Linked DNA regions of Pan troglodytes: region 1 is linked to region 2. Evidence: chromatin contacts called from public HiChIP or PLAC-seq data. All regions are on one chromosome and are shown on one strand. Each heading gives the region's core, a stretch centred on a gene start, on an enhancer-like site or on the middle of the called end of the contact. The rest is flanking DNA. Distances are from core to core; before and after follow the strand shown. Region 1 holds the start of LOC134806955 (exosome component 6). Region 2 holds the start of SF3B3 (splicing factor 3b subunit 3).

What was found. HiChIP or PLAC-seq counts read pairs in DNA pulled down with a chosen protein or histone mark.
Region 1: an H3K4me3 HiChIP or PLAC-seq map of stem cell-derived excitatory neurons shows a contact between it and region 2, with 2.1 times the contacts expected there. The contact joins the promoter of LOC134806955 here to the promoter of SF3B3 in region 2. A contact is called at or near these places in 1 of 7 Hi-C or Micro-C datasets (induced pluripotent stem cells) and 1 of 1 datasets of contacts at active chromatin or transcription factors (stem cell-derived excitatory neurons).

What each region holds. Positions count from the first base shown.
Region 1 is chr18:72,430,946-72,437,904 of NHGRI_mPanTro3-v2.0_pri, forward strand. LOC134806955 (exosome component 6) reads left to right here and starts at 1,369. Exons shown (of 1, transcript XM_054669573.2): 1 at 1,369-3,149. The coding sequence starts at 1,477. The coding sequence ends at 2,295. AARS1 (alanyl-tRNA synthetase 1) reads left to right here. Exons shown (of 21, transcript XM_016930106.4): 20 at 1-110; 21 at 472-988. The coding sequence ends at 657.
Region 2 is chr18:72,155,582-72,162,338 of NHGRI_mPanTro3-v2.0_pri, forward strand. SF3B3 (splicing factor 3b subunit 3) reads right to left here and starts at 3,492. Exons shown (of 26, transcript XM_511081.7): 1 at 3,341-3,492; 2 at 562-701. The coding sequence starts at 631. COG4 (component of oligomeric golgi complex 4) reads left to right here and starts at 3,689. Exons shown (of 19, transcript XM_016930110.2): 1 at 3,689-3,892. The coding sequence starts at 3,722.

The sequences.
Region 1 (6,959 bases), core at 119-2,618, 270 kb after region 2:
TGAATGAAGCCTTGAAGCTCTTCAAGATGCACTCCCCTCAGACTTCTGCCATGCTCTTCACGGTGGACAATGAGGCTGGCAAGATCACGTGCCTGTGTCAAGTCCCCCAGGTCAGCACCACCTCGCACCAGTGGGAAGTGTTAGGTCTTAAGGTTGTTGGCTGAGGCCTGTGTGTGTACAGCCTGCATTCGAAACAGCCTTTCTGCCCACTGGTTGGTTACCTTTGCCAGTACCCCTTACCCAGGCCGCCTCATTGGTGAAGACATCTGGTTGATACCTGGCTTTGCCACTCTGTCCTGTCCTGGCAGTGGCCATGGCCGCCCCCTGTACCAGCCGTAAAGTCTGTCTCGGCCTCCAGCAGTATCACCCAGGGCAAGGAGTGGGTGATGGCTCCTCCATCCTTTCTTTCTCTGCATTCCTCCCTCAATCCCATCTTCTGTGCTGACTCCCCCTTCCCTTCCTGTCTTCTAGAATGCAGCCAATCGGGGCTTAAAAGCCAGCGAGTGGGTGCAGCAGGTGTCAGGCCTGATGGACGGTAAAGGTGGTGGCAAGGATGTGTCTGCACAGGCCACAGGCAAGAACGTTGGCTGCCTGCAGGAGGCGCTGCAGCTGGCCACTTCCTTCGCCCAGCTGCGCCTCGGGGATGTAAAGAACTGAGTGGGGAAGGAGGAGGCTCCCACTGGATCCATCCGTCCAGCCAAGAGCTCTTCATCTGCTACAAGAACATTTGAATCTTGGGACCTTTAAAGAGCCCCTCCTAACCCAGCAGTAACTGGAACACACTTGAGAGCAGTCCTATGTCTCAGTGCCCCTTAAATTTCTGCCCTGAGCCCTCCACGTCAGTGCCATCGGTCTAGAACCACTAACCCCGCATTGCTGTTGATCGTCACGCTTGCATCTATAGATAACGGCTCTCCAGACCTGAGCTTTCCGCGTCAGCAAGTAGGAATCGTTTTTGCTGCAGAGAATAAAAGGACCACGTGCAATACTTAGTGCCGCATTATCTCTATCCCTCTTCCCAATAGGGGCTGGGTCTTTTGACAGCCTTTGGCGTCTGTAGAATAAATGCTGTGGCTCCTGCTGGCTGCTGTGGTGTTCACCTAGTCCAGCCCCAGAACCCAAAATTTTGGGAACAGCCCCTAGGGTTGCCTCAAACGTCTGTGGAGGTGGAGGCCAAATAGGTGGGGTGACATGGAGCAAGGCGTTCATAATTCAGTAGATGAGGGGTGGAGGTAGTGGAAGCAGAGAAGCCTTTCTTGGAGCTGCTCTCCCCCTTCCCTTCCAGCAAGATGGATGGATCCGGCTACCCTGCACAACTGGGACCGGGCCGTTCTCCCTCCGGGCCTCCAGGGGCGCTGTAGTGCCTCCCGCCGCTCTCCCGACAGCCCATGCGCAGCCGCGCGTCTTTAAGCAACGGAAGAACCAGTGGATGCGGCAGGGCGTTGGGCGGAAGGGGTTCGCACGCCAAGAACCGCCATGCCTGGGGATCACCGCCGCATCCGCGGCCCTGAAGAATCGCAGCCGCCGCAGCTGTACGCGGCCGACGAAGAGGAGGCGCCCGGCACCCGCGACCCAACGCGGCTACGGCCCGTGTACGCGCGCGCCGGGCTGCTGAGCCAGGCCAAGGGCTCGGCCTACTTGGAGGCGGGAGGCACCAAGGTGCTGTGTGCCGTGTCGGGCCCGCGACAGGCCGAGGGCGGCGAGCGCGGCAGCGGCCCGGCCGGAGCAGGCGGCGAGGCCCCGGCCGCGCTGCGCGGTCGCCTGCTCTGCGACTTCCGCCGCGCACCCTTCGCGGGCCGCCGGCGCCGCGCTCCCCCGGGCGGCTGCGAGGAGCGTGAGCTGGCGCTGGCGCTGCAGGAGGCGCTGGAGCCGGCTGTGCGCCTGGGCCGCTACCCGCGCGCGCAGCTCGAGGTGTCGGCGCTGCTGCTGGAGGACGGTGGCTCGGCCCTGGCCGCCGCGCTCACCGCCGCCGCTCTCGCCCTGGCCGACGCGGGCGTGGAGATGTACGACCTGGTGGTGGGCTGCGGCCTCAGCCTCGCGCCGGGGCCCGCGCCCACCTGGCTCCTGGACCCCACGCGGCTCGAGGAAGAGCGCGCCGCCGCCGGCCTCACCGTGGCGCTCATGCCTGTGCTGAATCAGGTGGCCGGGCTGCTGGGCAGCGGCGAGGGCGGCCTGACCGAGAGCTGGGCGGAGGCCGTACGCCTGGGCCTCGAGGGCTGCCAGCGCCTCTACCCCGTGCTGCAGCAGAGCCTGGTGCGGGCCGCCCGCCGCAGGGGCGCCGCCGCCCAGCCCTGAACCAGAAGCCTGAGCAACTACGGACGCAAGCCGAGGACCGTGCTGCCGCCGTCCACGAAAAGATCCGCGCCATCGGCCTCCAGTCTGCGTCGAGAATTCCTGGAAGGGCCCTGATATGACTGTGGTTGGACTGACCTGACTGCCAGATGGTGGGACTTGGTCTGGAGCAGAGACTACTTGGAATGATAAAGGCAAAACTCAACAGCCCCTGGAGCTGCGCTTGTGGTGGAGCTGGACCCTGATTTTAGCTGGACCTTTTTTTTAGAGACAGGGTTTCTTTCTGCAGTCTCAAACTCCTAGCCTTGATTGATCCTCCTGCCTTGGCCTCCCAAAGTGCTGGGACTACAGGTGCATGCAACCACACCTGGCTAATTTTCTTTTCTTCTTTCTTTCTTCTTTTTTTTTTTGATGGAGTCTTGTTCTGTTGCCCAGGCTGGAGTGCAATGGTGCGATCTTGGCTCACTGCAACCTCTGCCTCCTGGGTTCAATCCATTCTGCTGCCTCAGCCTCCCAAGTAGCTGGGATTACAGGCACATGCCTCCATACCGGGCTAATTTTTGTATTTTTAGTAGAGATGGGGTTTCGCCATGTTGGCCAGGCTGTTCTCGAATGCCTGACCTCAGGTGATCCACCCGCCTTGGCCTCCCAAAGTGCTGGAATTACAGGTGTGAGCCACTGTGCCCAGCTGAGTAAATTTCTTGATTGCACAGAATGTACGGTGATATTGGCGGACTTAAGGACATTGAATTGTTTATCAGGAATAAAGTATTATGTGTGTTTTCTGCGGCCCTGGATAATGCTGTAGCGTTCAGGGTCGATTGAGTAAAAAACATTTAGAGATGGTTTCCTATTTATTTGTTTTTGCTTCCAGTTTTCATTCATTTGCTATTTATTCTCTTCTGGCGTTGCTTGTGTATGCATATATATGAAACCATTATTATTATTTTTAGTTTCTAGTGGAAGACTTTTATTTGGTTCTGTGAATAGTCATTTTGTTTCCTAAGAACTTCCAGCAAGTTGTATTCATTCCATTCATCTAGAATTCCTAGGCTGCCTTTGTCGGGCCTGCAGGTATTAATGGAGCATACCAGCTTTTTATTTTTTTATATTTATTTTTTGAGACAGAGTCTCACTCTGTTGCCCAGGCTGGAGTGCAATGGCGCGATCTCAACTCACTGCAACCTCCACCTCAGAGGTTCAAGTGATTCTCCTGCCTCAGCCTCTGGAATAGCTGGGACTACAGGCACCTGCCACCACACCCAGCTAACTTTTTGTATTTTTAGAGAAGATGGGGTTTCATCATGTTGGCCAAGCTGGTCTCAAACTCCTGATCTCAGTGATCCGTCTGCCTCAGCCTCCCAAAGTTATAAGATTTTTTTCCTCTTTGGTTTTTAGTAAATGTTTTTTTTGAGATTGCTTAGGACCAGAATGATTTGCAAATTTGAAAATAGGAACTCCACTAGGAATGCCGGATAGAAGAGTGCTTCACGTTTGTAGAGGGAGACAAGAACTAAATATCACGACTTCTTTCTGAGCCTTTTGGTTTGCTAACGTGCCCCAAATTCTTATTCCAAACGGTATAAGATAATTATGTGTAAATGAATACCAGCTCTACTTAGTTTTATTTCATATTTGTGTATCTGAGTATATTAAAATATCTTTTTTTTTTTTTTTGATGCGGAGTCTTGCTCTGTTGTCCAGCCTGGAGTGCAGTGGCATGATCTCGGCTCACTGCAACCTCTGCCTCCCAGGTTCAAGCGATTCTCCTGCCTCAGCCTCGTAAGTAGCTGGTATTACAGGAGTGTGCCATTAGCCTGGCTAATTTTTGTATTTTTAGTAGAGATGGAGTTTCATTGTGTTGGCCATGCTGGTCTTGAACTCCTGACCTCAAGTGATCCTCCTGCCTCGGCCTCCCAAAGTACTGTGATTACTATCATGAGCCACCACACCTGGCCTAAAAGATCATTGATTTAGTTTTGAGTAAGATTTTAAGTGATTAAATTATGGTATTGTTGTGTTTGGAATATCTGATATTAGGGTTTTTTTTTTTTTTTTAACAGTTTTTGATATGCTTTATTTTGGGTATGTAGTTTACAAAATATAAAGGAAATATAAGGAGTGTTCTTTTTTTTTAAAAATAAAAAATGTATTTTTAACTGGGCATGGTGGCTCACTCCTGTAACCCCAGCACTGTGGGAGGTTGAGGCTGGTGAATCGCCTGAGTCCAGGAGTTTGAGACCAGCCTGGGCAACATGGTGAAACCCTGTTTCTATCAAAAAAAAAAAAAAAAAAAAAAAAAGGAAAAAAAAAAAGGCATGGTGGTATGCACCTGTAGTCCCAGCTACTTGAAGGCTGAGGCAGGAGGATCGCTTGTGCCTGGGAGGTTGAAGCTACGGTGAGCTATGGTCAAGCTACTGCACTCCATTATAGGCAACCCTATCTCAAAAAAGCAAAGCAAAACAAAACATTTTTCCCCTTCATTATAGAGGTTTGAGAAAAATTTGAGGGAAGATTCAGAAAATTACCTGTAACTGAACAGAATGCCACCAGCTTGGGCTTATTCTGCATGCATAATTATGAACATTTTCCCAGCTCTTGTGAAAATTCTCACATTCATAGAAAGATAGATGCACCAGTAAAATAAATACCTGTAAATACGATAATAATTTCATAATATATGCTTCACCTAGATTTACCAGTTACTAATATTTTGCCACAGTTTTATTTTCTCACACTTTTGTTGAGCATCTGAAAACCATACACATGATGACAGTTCAACCCATGTTTTAGTTTGCATCTCCCAAGAATAAGGTTTTTCTTCTGTATAACAAGAATATTGTAATCATACCTAAGAAAATGAATTTTATTACATATGTGTTCTATATTCAAATTTCTGTAATTACCCCTAAGATGTCTTTTAAATGATTTTTAGCATTGATAGTCTGTGCCTGTGTAGATTATAACATTGGCTATTGCAAAATAATGGTTTTCTTTTTCTCTTTTTTTTTGAGACGAAATCTTGCTCTATTGTCCAAGCTGGAGGGCAGTGGCACAATCTCGGCTCACTGCAACCTCCGCCTCCCAGGTTCAAGCAGTTCTCTTGCTTCACCCTTCTGAGTAGCTGGGATTACAGGCAGGTGCCACTGTGCTCTGCTAATTTTTATATTTTTAGTAGAGACGGAGTTTCATCGTGCTGGCCAGGCTGGTCTTGAACTCCTGACCTCAAGTGGTCCACCTGCCTCGTCCTCCCAAAGTGCTGGGATTACAGGTGTGAGCCACTGCACCCAGCCTAAAATGATGGTTTTCTGATTCTAGCATTTCTTTTATAAGATTGCTATGTAAAGCACAGCTTTTCTTTTTTTAGGGAAAAATGTCTTTTAACAGCTGCAAAATAAATATTCTTTCAATGGAATGACAAATAATTATTATTTTTGCCATATATTTGTTTTAAAAATTTATGTATAATGGTAACCTGAGCCTGCATGTTATTCATGTGTGGTGCCATACTGATCTTCTTTAATTTTAATATGAAGCAAGTACTAATATACTAAAGCATAAATTATATAAAATTTGCTTTATATTTTGGATTGCAAAGTAATTGTTGTACTTTATAGAAAAGTTTCCCAAATCCATTTTACTTTTTTGTATTTGAAATTTAATCACAGGTGGAATCTTAAAGAGAACATTTAGGGATATTGTAAACAGATGTTATTAAGGACTAATGTTAACTGATGCCAAAGGACTACTATTAACAAACATTGAAGAAGAGAAAACAGTATTTGTTTTTAGCTTAACATCTTAGTGGAGCGAAATATTTTCAATATATTTATTTTATTTATTTATTAATTATTTTTTTTTTGAGATGGAGTCTGGCTGTATTGTCCAGGCTGGAGTGCAGCGGTGCAATCTCAGCTCACTGCAACCTCTGCCTCCTGGGTTCAAGCGATTCTTGTGTCTCAGCCTCCCGAGTAGTTGGGATTTACAAGTCAATTTTTTTTTTTAACTAAAACTACAGAATCTATTTTTCTTGGTCTCATACTCAGTTTTTTATGTAGTCACTTAGTAAATAATGAACCTAATTTGCTTGTTTTCTCCGCACTAATTTTAGGGTGAATTCCTCATTTCGCTTTTCAGATCATGGGGTGAGGGGGATGGTTGTGTGTGTGAGGAACTGAGGAATCAGATGGAAAACAATGCCTCTGCTCCTTTGAGTATAATCAGTGATATTTGAGGTTCCAGGGTTAAATGCCGCATTTTTATTTCTGACGTTCGTACCTTAAAATATTTGAAGAAAATAAACTATTTCATTGTCAGAAATGTAGTTCTTTTATTTTCTTGCCCCTCTCCCCTTTCTAAGTTTCTAGAATGTTGAGTAGGTAGAACATAGATGCTCCTTTTAGGATCTTTTGCTGTGGAATGGTCCACAGGTGAATGGCAGTAATATCTTAAAATGATTGGCCCCTCTCTCTTTGTTTCCATCAAGGATACAGTTGATATATTTGTTGGATGGCATATAGATCATACTCAGAAACCTTCGCTCACGCAGCAGGTATTTGGTAAGTCTTGCAGCCTATATCAGTTATTTAAATACTGTCGGGGAGGAGCAGTGGTCCCCCAGTGACCATCTATCAATACCATTTCTTTAATAATGCAAGAAAACTAAT
Region 2 (6,757 bases), core at 2,242-4,741:
TTCACACAATTCAAACCTAGCCTTAATCCATCTTTACAAAAATATTCCCCACATGGTAAACGTAAGCAAATTATCTGTTTCTATGCAGACAGCACTCCCTACCTAAACTGCATTTTCCCTTTTCTCTCATACAAAAGTTCTATCTCTTCAAGCACCAAACCAAGGTCCAACCTTCCCTTTATTTAAATTACTCTCTGATAACCAGACAAACACCTTCAGACATTCTTTTTACCCAACCTGATGTCAAATTCAAGATCAAGGATCAGGTCTTACACATCTCAGTATGTCTTACAGCAATAGGCACACGACTTGGCACTAGGTAAGCAGCCAAGAAAAGTGTGCCCTGACAAGAATCATTACACAATTTGTGAGCTAGGAAATGCATCTGAAATAGGTAACAGATAATGCACCAGAACTTAACACCTCATCTCATAATTTGAATTGTTTACATCTACCAACAACTGTTTCGTCATAAATGGAAAACATTTCCTGCACAAGAGACTAAGCAAGATATGTATTAATTCACTTAAAATTTCAAAAGATGGTAACGAGAGAACTTACCAGAAAAGTTTCCATGAATGGCAAAGCTGATGCCAGTGGCTCTCTGCAAGGTTAAGTTGTACAGAAACATGGTTGCAGGAAACCTGAGCCACCCAGACCTCCAGGCCTTGGTTACACCAACAGTACGGAGTCCAAGAAAGCTAAGAAAACAGAAAACAGAAAAATAGCTGGGAGACTATTACTTCAACAGACATTTCTGTATGGGAAATTCTGGATGAAGACAGCAGAACCAGCAGAGCAAGCCCTATTAAGAAACAACATATGTGACCGGGCGTGGTGGCTCACGAGGTCAGGAGTTCGAGACCAGCTTGGCCAACATAGTGAAACCCCGTCTCTACTAAAAATACAAAAATTAGCTGGGCATGGTGCTGTGCGCCTGTAGTCCCAGCTACTCGGGAGGCTGAGGCAGGAGAATCGCTTGAACCTGGGAGGCGGAGGTTGTGGTGAGCCAACATCATGCCACTGCACTCCAGGCTGGGCGACAGAATGAGACCTCGTCTCAAAAAAAAAAAAATAAATAAATAAAAAGCACGGGACCTTGAGAAATCCAAGGTCATTAGTATAGAATTAACATACATATTTGATTTTATTGTTAAACGAGAAGAGAGAATTATGAGTAAACGTCCTTATAAATAACTTTCTGGGCTGAGTAAAAGCAGGGTGGCAAGATCAATGCTCCAGGCTAGAAATGGGTCCTGAGAGATATAAAATTTTCTACTTGAGACTAAGGTATATCTTTTTTTTTTTTTTTTGAGGCGTCTCAATCTGTCGCCCAGGCTGGAGTGCAGGGGCGCCATCTTGGCTCACTGCAAGCTCCGCCTCCCGGGTTCACACCATTCTCCTGCCTCAGGCTCCCGAGTAGCTGGGACAACTGGCGCCCGCCACCACACCCGGCTAATTTTTTGTATTTTTAGTAGCGACGGGGTTTCACCATGTTAGCCAGGATGGTCTCGATCTCCTGACTTTGTGATCCGCCCGCCTCCGCCTCCCAAAGTGCTAGGATTACAGGCGTTGAGCCACCGCGCCCAGCCCATAGGCTAAGGTATGTTTAACGTTCTAGGACCACAGGAAAAGATGAACGAAAAGGACCGATGTTGAAAGACCAGGGAGTGGAGAAACAACAAAAAAAGCAAAAGAGAGGAAGCTAGGAGCTGCTTCTGAATCCCTGAACAGCTCCCCGCAAGTTACTTTTCATGTTTTGTAGCTGATGAAAACAGTCTACTTTCCCCTTTCCTTATAACTGATACAATCCATTACAAACCTTTGGAATTCATTTTTTCCCAAATCTAGTTGGATTCAGGTTCTCCAGCGACACCTTAACTTTGGGTCGTGGAGGAAGGTGCATTTCGGAGGATCAGTCCAGTACTAGAAAAACTATATACGAGGCCAGGCGCAGTGGTGGCTCACGCCTGTAATCCCAGCACTTTGGGAGGCCGAGGCAAATGGGTCACTTGAGGTCAGGAATTGAGACCAGCCTGGCCAACACAGTGAAAACCCCTCTACTAAAAATGCAAAAACTAGCCGGGCGCGGTGGCACACGCCTTTAATCTCAGCTACTCGGGAAGCTGAGGCGTGAGAATAGCTAGAACCAAGGAGGAGGAGGCTGCAGTAAGCCGAGATCAAGCCGCTGCGCTCCAGCCTGGGCGACAGCGAGACTTCGTCTCAAAAACAAAACAAACAAACAAAAAATATATACCAGATAAATGTGGTAAGCTTTAAAACTTCCCCCACGTCTGGGCCGGGCGCGGTGTCTCACACCTGTAATCCCAACACTTTGGGAGGCCAAGGCAGGTGGATCAAGGTCAGGAGATCGAGACCATCCTGGCTAACACCGTGAAACCCCGTCTCTACTAAAAATACAAAAAATTAGCTGGGCGCGGTGGCGGGCGCCTGTAGTTCCAGCTACTCGGGAGGCTGAGGCAGGAGAATGGCGTGAACCCGGAAAGCGGAGCTTGCAGTGAGCAGAGATCGCGCCACTGCACTCCAGCCTGGGCGACAAAGCGAGACACCGTCTCAAAAAAAGAAAAATTAGCCGGGCGTGGTGGCACGCGCCCGTAATCCCAGCTAGTCTACTCGGGAGGCTGAGGTAAGAGAATCGGTGGAACCCGGGAGGCAGAGATGCAGTGAGCCGAGATCGCGCCACTGCTCTCCAGTCTGGGCGACAGACTGTGACTCCATCACAAAAACAAAACAAAACAAAAAAAATTTCCCCCACGTCTGTTTACCATTATTACAAAAAGCTTGTATGATTGCTCACTGCATCTTCTCCATCCTCCAAGGAAACATCATCGCATTTAAACTCTGTCCTCCATTACGCAAACGAGAAAATAGAGGTTCAGAGGAGGAGACAAGTTGCCCAACTACCAAAATACAAATTCAAACCAGAGTCTTGGCTCTAAAGACTGTTTCCGTTATTTACGCTTTTAACACGCTCCATCTTTCTATCTTCCCATCGGTGTACCATTTACTCTACCCAGAGGGAGACATCCATCCCTCCCGCTGCTTGTCACACCTCCCCCGTCTCAGAGTCCCCAGAAGTTAAAAGCAATCTCCACGAGCCCTATTTTGAGATAGAATACGTTCCCACACTGTGGATGGAAGCGAGAGATAACTGCAGGAAGCCGTTTTGGCGCCTCAACCATCCCTCGGTACCTCCTCCTGGTCCCCAGCCTCTCGGGCCTAGACTGCCCGTGACCCCCGCCAAAGTCTAGGGTCCCCCTTCCATATGGCCGCTCTCCGCCTCCCCGGGCCCGGGGAAGTCTCCAGGCTGTTTTTTTACCCTGCAGCGAGAAGGATGGTGTGGATATCCAACGGATGCTACCTCCCTTCAAAACTTAAGCCACCACCAACTCCAACATACTGGCGTCCGCCATTAGACCTCAAGACAGGGACATTCTGGTGGCGCGCGGCGGAAAAAGGCACCCAATCCGCGCCTGAAGAATATATATAATTTTTAAAAAATGCTTCCGTCTTGCTTCCACACGGCATTACAAATTATTTAAACATGCTTTATTGCTTTGCTTTTTCCAGGAGAATAGAAAATTAATACGTTTTTAGAAGTAGACTTAAAAAAAAACCATTAGAGTTCATTGGGCACTTCTGTAGGCAGCCCCAAATAGGCGCCAACGAAGAGGGGGCCTCGCGGGACCGGAAGTGCCGAATGGGGACCAAGATGGCGGACCTTGATTCGCCTCCGAAGCTGTCAGGGGTGCAGCCGCCGTCTGAGGGGGTGGGAGGTGGCCGCTGCTCCGAAATCTCCGCTGAGCTCATTCGCTCCCTGACAGAGCTGCAGGAGCTGGAGGCTGTATACGAACGGCTCTGCGGCGAGGAGGTGCGGGGTCGAGCCTCCTCTTTTTCATGGAGGATCTAGGGAGAGTGGGAGCCTTCAGTCGGGAAATCCGGGCTGTGGGAAACTCTCCTTGCTGGGGGATACAAAAAAGCGGGGAAACAAAGAAGCGGAAGCTAGTCGGGTATATGAGTAGTCCTGTCAACTCTTTTCACGCTGTCGGACGCGCCGAGCTTGTCTTCCCTGATACCTGGGCGATCTGCAGCCTCTCCTCCCTAGACCCCCGTTGATTTCCCTGATCCATGATCACCAGTTTCTCCACGGGAGTAAAGTTAGTCTGAGAGTATTTGCCAAAGTGCTTGGTTCTCAAAATAATAAGCGCCCTTTTGCATTGGCTTAATTTACAAATTATGAAACGCTCTCATCCTGTTATTTAAGAGGGAAGCCTTTGCAGATTAACTTCTTGAAGCGTTTTAAGACTTCCTCTTGTGGGGAGTGATTTGGGGGTGTGATTTTAGCGTTTTGGTCAAATGCACATCTTTGTAGAGGTTTGAGCTTTTAAGACTCAGACACAATTCTCTAACCTTGGACAAGTCACTTCATCTCTGGTACCCTTGATATTTTATCAAATGAGAGGTGTGGACTATTCTCCAATTCCTTTCAGTTCATAACGTTCTATCTCCTGCCTCCTTTAATTTTCAGTGGCAACTCGATGCTGTCAATTCACTTTCGAATGTCAGTTGGGTTCCTTGCTAGTCAAAAGAGATCTAAGCTCTAAGCTTGTCAGCTGTTTCCCAGACCAAACTTCTAGCAAAGTTGAGCACAAAAGGCAGTTTCAGCCTGAGGGAGAGGTGATCGTTGATATCTTTGAGTATTTTCAAGTATAAACTTGCACTAACTCTAGCAGTTTCTGATACGTTTTTCAGCAAGATATGTGTGGTGTTTTTTGTTTTGTTTTGTTATTTTTAGAAACAGGGCCGCTCTCTGTTGCGCAGGCTGGAGTGCTGTTGTGCTGCAATCAGAATCGATGAAACCAGAGGCGCACACCACCGTGCCTGGCTAGTTTAGTGTGGGGGGCTTTTTTTGTCTGGCCTCAGCAAGATGTGTTTTAAAATTTAGTATCTTGCGGGGCGCGGTGGCTCACGCCTGCCATCCCAGCACTTTGGGAGGCCAAGACGGGAGGATCACCTGAGTCAGGAGTTCGAGACCAGCATGACCAAAATGGTGAAAACCATCACTACTAAAAATACAAAATTAGCCGGGCGTGGTGACGCATGCCTGTAATCCCAGCTACTCGGGAGACTGAGGCAGGAGAATTGCTTGAACCCAGGAGGCGGAGGTTGCAGTGAACCAAGATAGCGCCATTACACTCTAGCCTGGGCAACAAGAGCAAAATTGTGTCTCTTAAAAAAAAAAAAAAAAGCCGGGCGCGGTGGCTCACTCCTGTAACCCCAGCACTTTGGGAGGCTGAGGCGGATGGATCACGAGGTCAGGAAATCGAGATCATCCTGGCTAACACAGTGAAACCCCGTCTCTACTAAAAATACAAAAAATTAGCCGGGCGTGGTGGCGGGCGCCTGTAGTCCCAGCTACTCGGGAGGCTGAGGCAGGAGAATGGCGTGAACCAGGGAGAAGGAGCTTGCAGTGAGCCGAGATCGCACCACTGCACTCCAGCCTGGGCGACAGAGTGAGACTCTGTCCCAAAAAAAAAAAAAAAAAAAAAAAAAATTTAGTATCTTAACATTCCTAAGCTCGCATTCATTCAGTCATTTAATATGTTGGGTGGAAAATTATGGAAATCTTACAGACAAAATGATATAAGTACTGTATTTGTATTCCATGACTGTCAAGAGGACGTTTTCCTCTGGAACCTACAGAACGATTTTAATAAAAATGTATATGGCCGGGCTTGGTGGCTCGTGCCTGTAATACCAGCAGTTTGGGAGGCCGAGGCGGGTGGATCACCCGAGGTCAGGAGTTCGAGACCAACCTGGCCAACGTGGCGAAACCATGTTAGTCTCTACTAAAAATGCAAAAGTTAGCCGGGTGTGATGGTGGGCGTCTATAATCCCAGCTAATTGGGAGGCAGAGGCATGAAAATCGCTTGAACCCCAGGGCAGGGAGGTTGCAGTGAGCCAAGATCAGGCCACTTCACTCCAGCCTGGGTGAAAGAGCGAAACTCGTCTCAAAAGAAAAAAAAGTATAGCTGCCTGGGCACAAGTGGCTCATGCCTCTAATCGCAGTTCTTTGGGAGGCTGAGATGGGCAGATAGCTTGAGCTATAGTTGGAGACCAGCCTGGGCAATAGCAGATAGTTGGGGACCAGCCTGGGCAATATAGTGAGACCTCGTGGCTACAAAAAAATTAAACAGTGGACCAGGGTTGTGCACACCTATAGTCACAGATATTTGGGGGGCTGAGGTAGGAAGAGCACTTGAGCCCCCGCAAAAAATAAAAATGTATGGTTAATTTTAATGGCTGTTGTTGAACTATATGCCACATACCATGTTAAGCACTTTGTGTGGTTTCCTGTTTGACTCATTCAACAGCCCAGTGAGATTGGTATTGCTATCCTAGTTTTACAGATGAAAAAACTGAAGCATAAAAATGTTACATAAATTGAGGTTGCACAATAAATGGCTTGAATGAGAGATAATTATATTTATAACCCCTGGCTACTGACTATGCACCAAGAAGAAAAATTTTGGTAACTGTCACTGGAAATTTCATTTCAGCAAGATGTGTGTGGTGTTTTTTGTTTAGGCATTGTATTTTTCTTTTTTTTTTTTTTTGAGACAGCGTTTCACTCTTGTTACCCAGGTTGGAGTGAAATGGCACGATCTCGGCTCACTGCAACCTCCACCTCCCGGGTTCAAGTGATTCTCCTACCTCAGCCTCCTGTGTAGCTGGG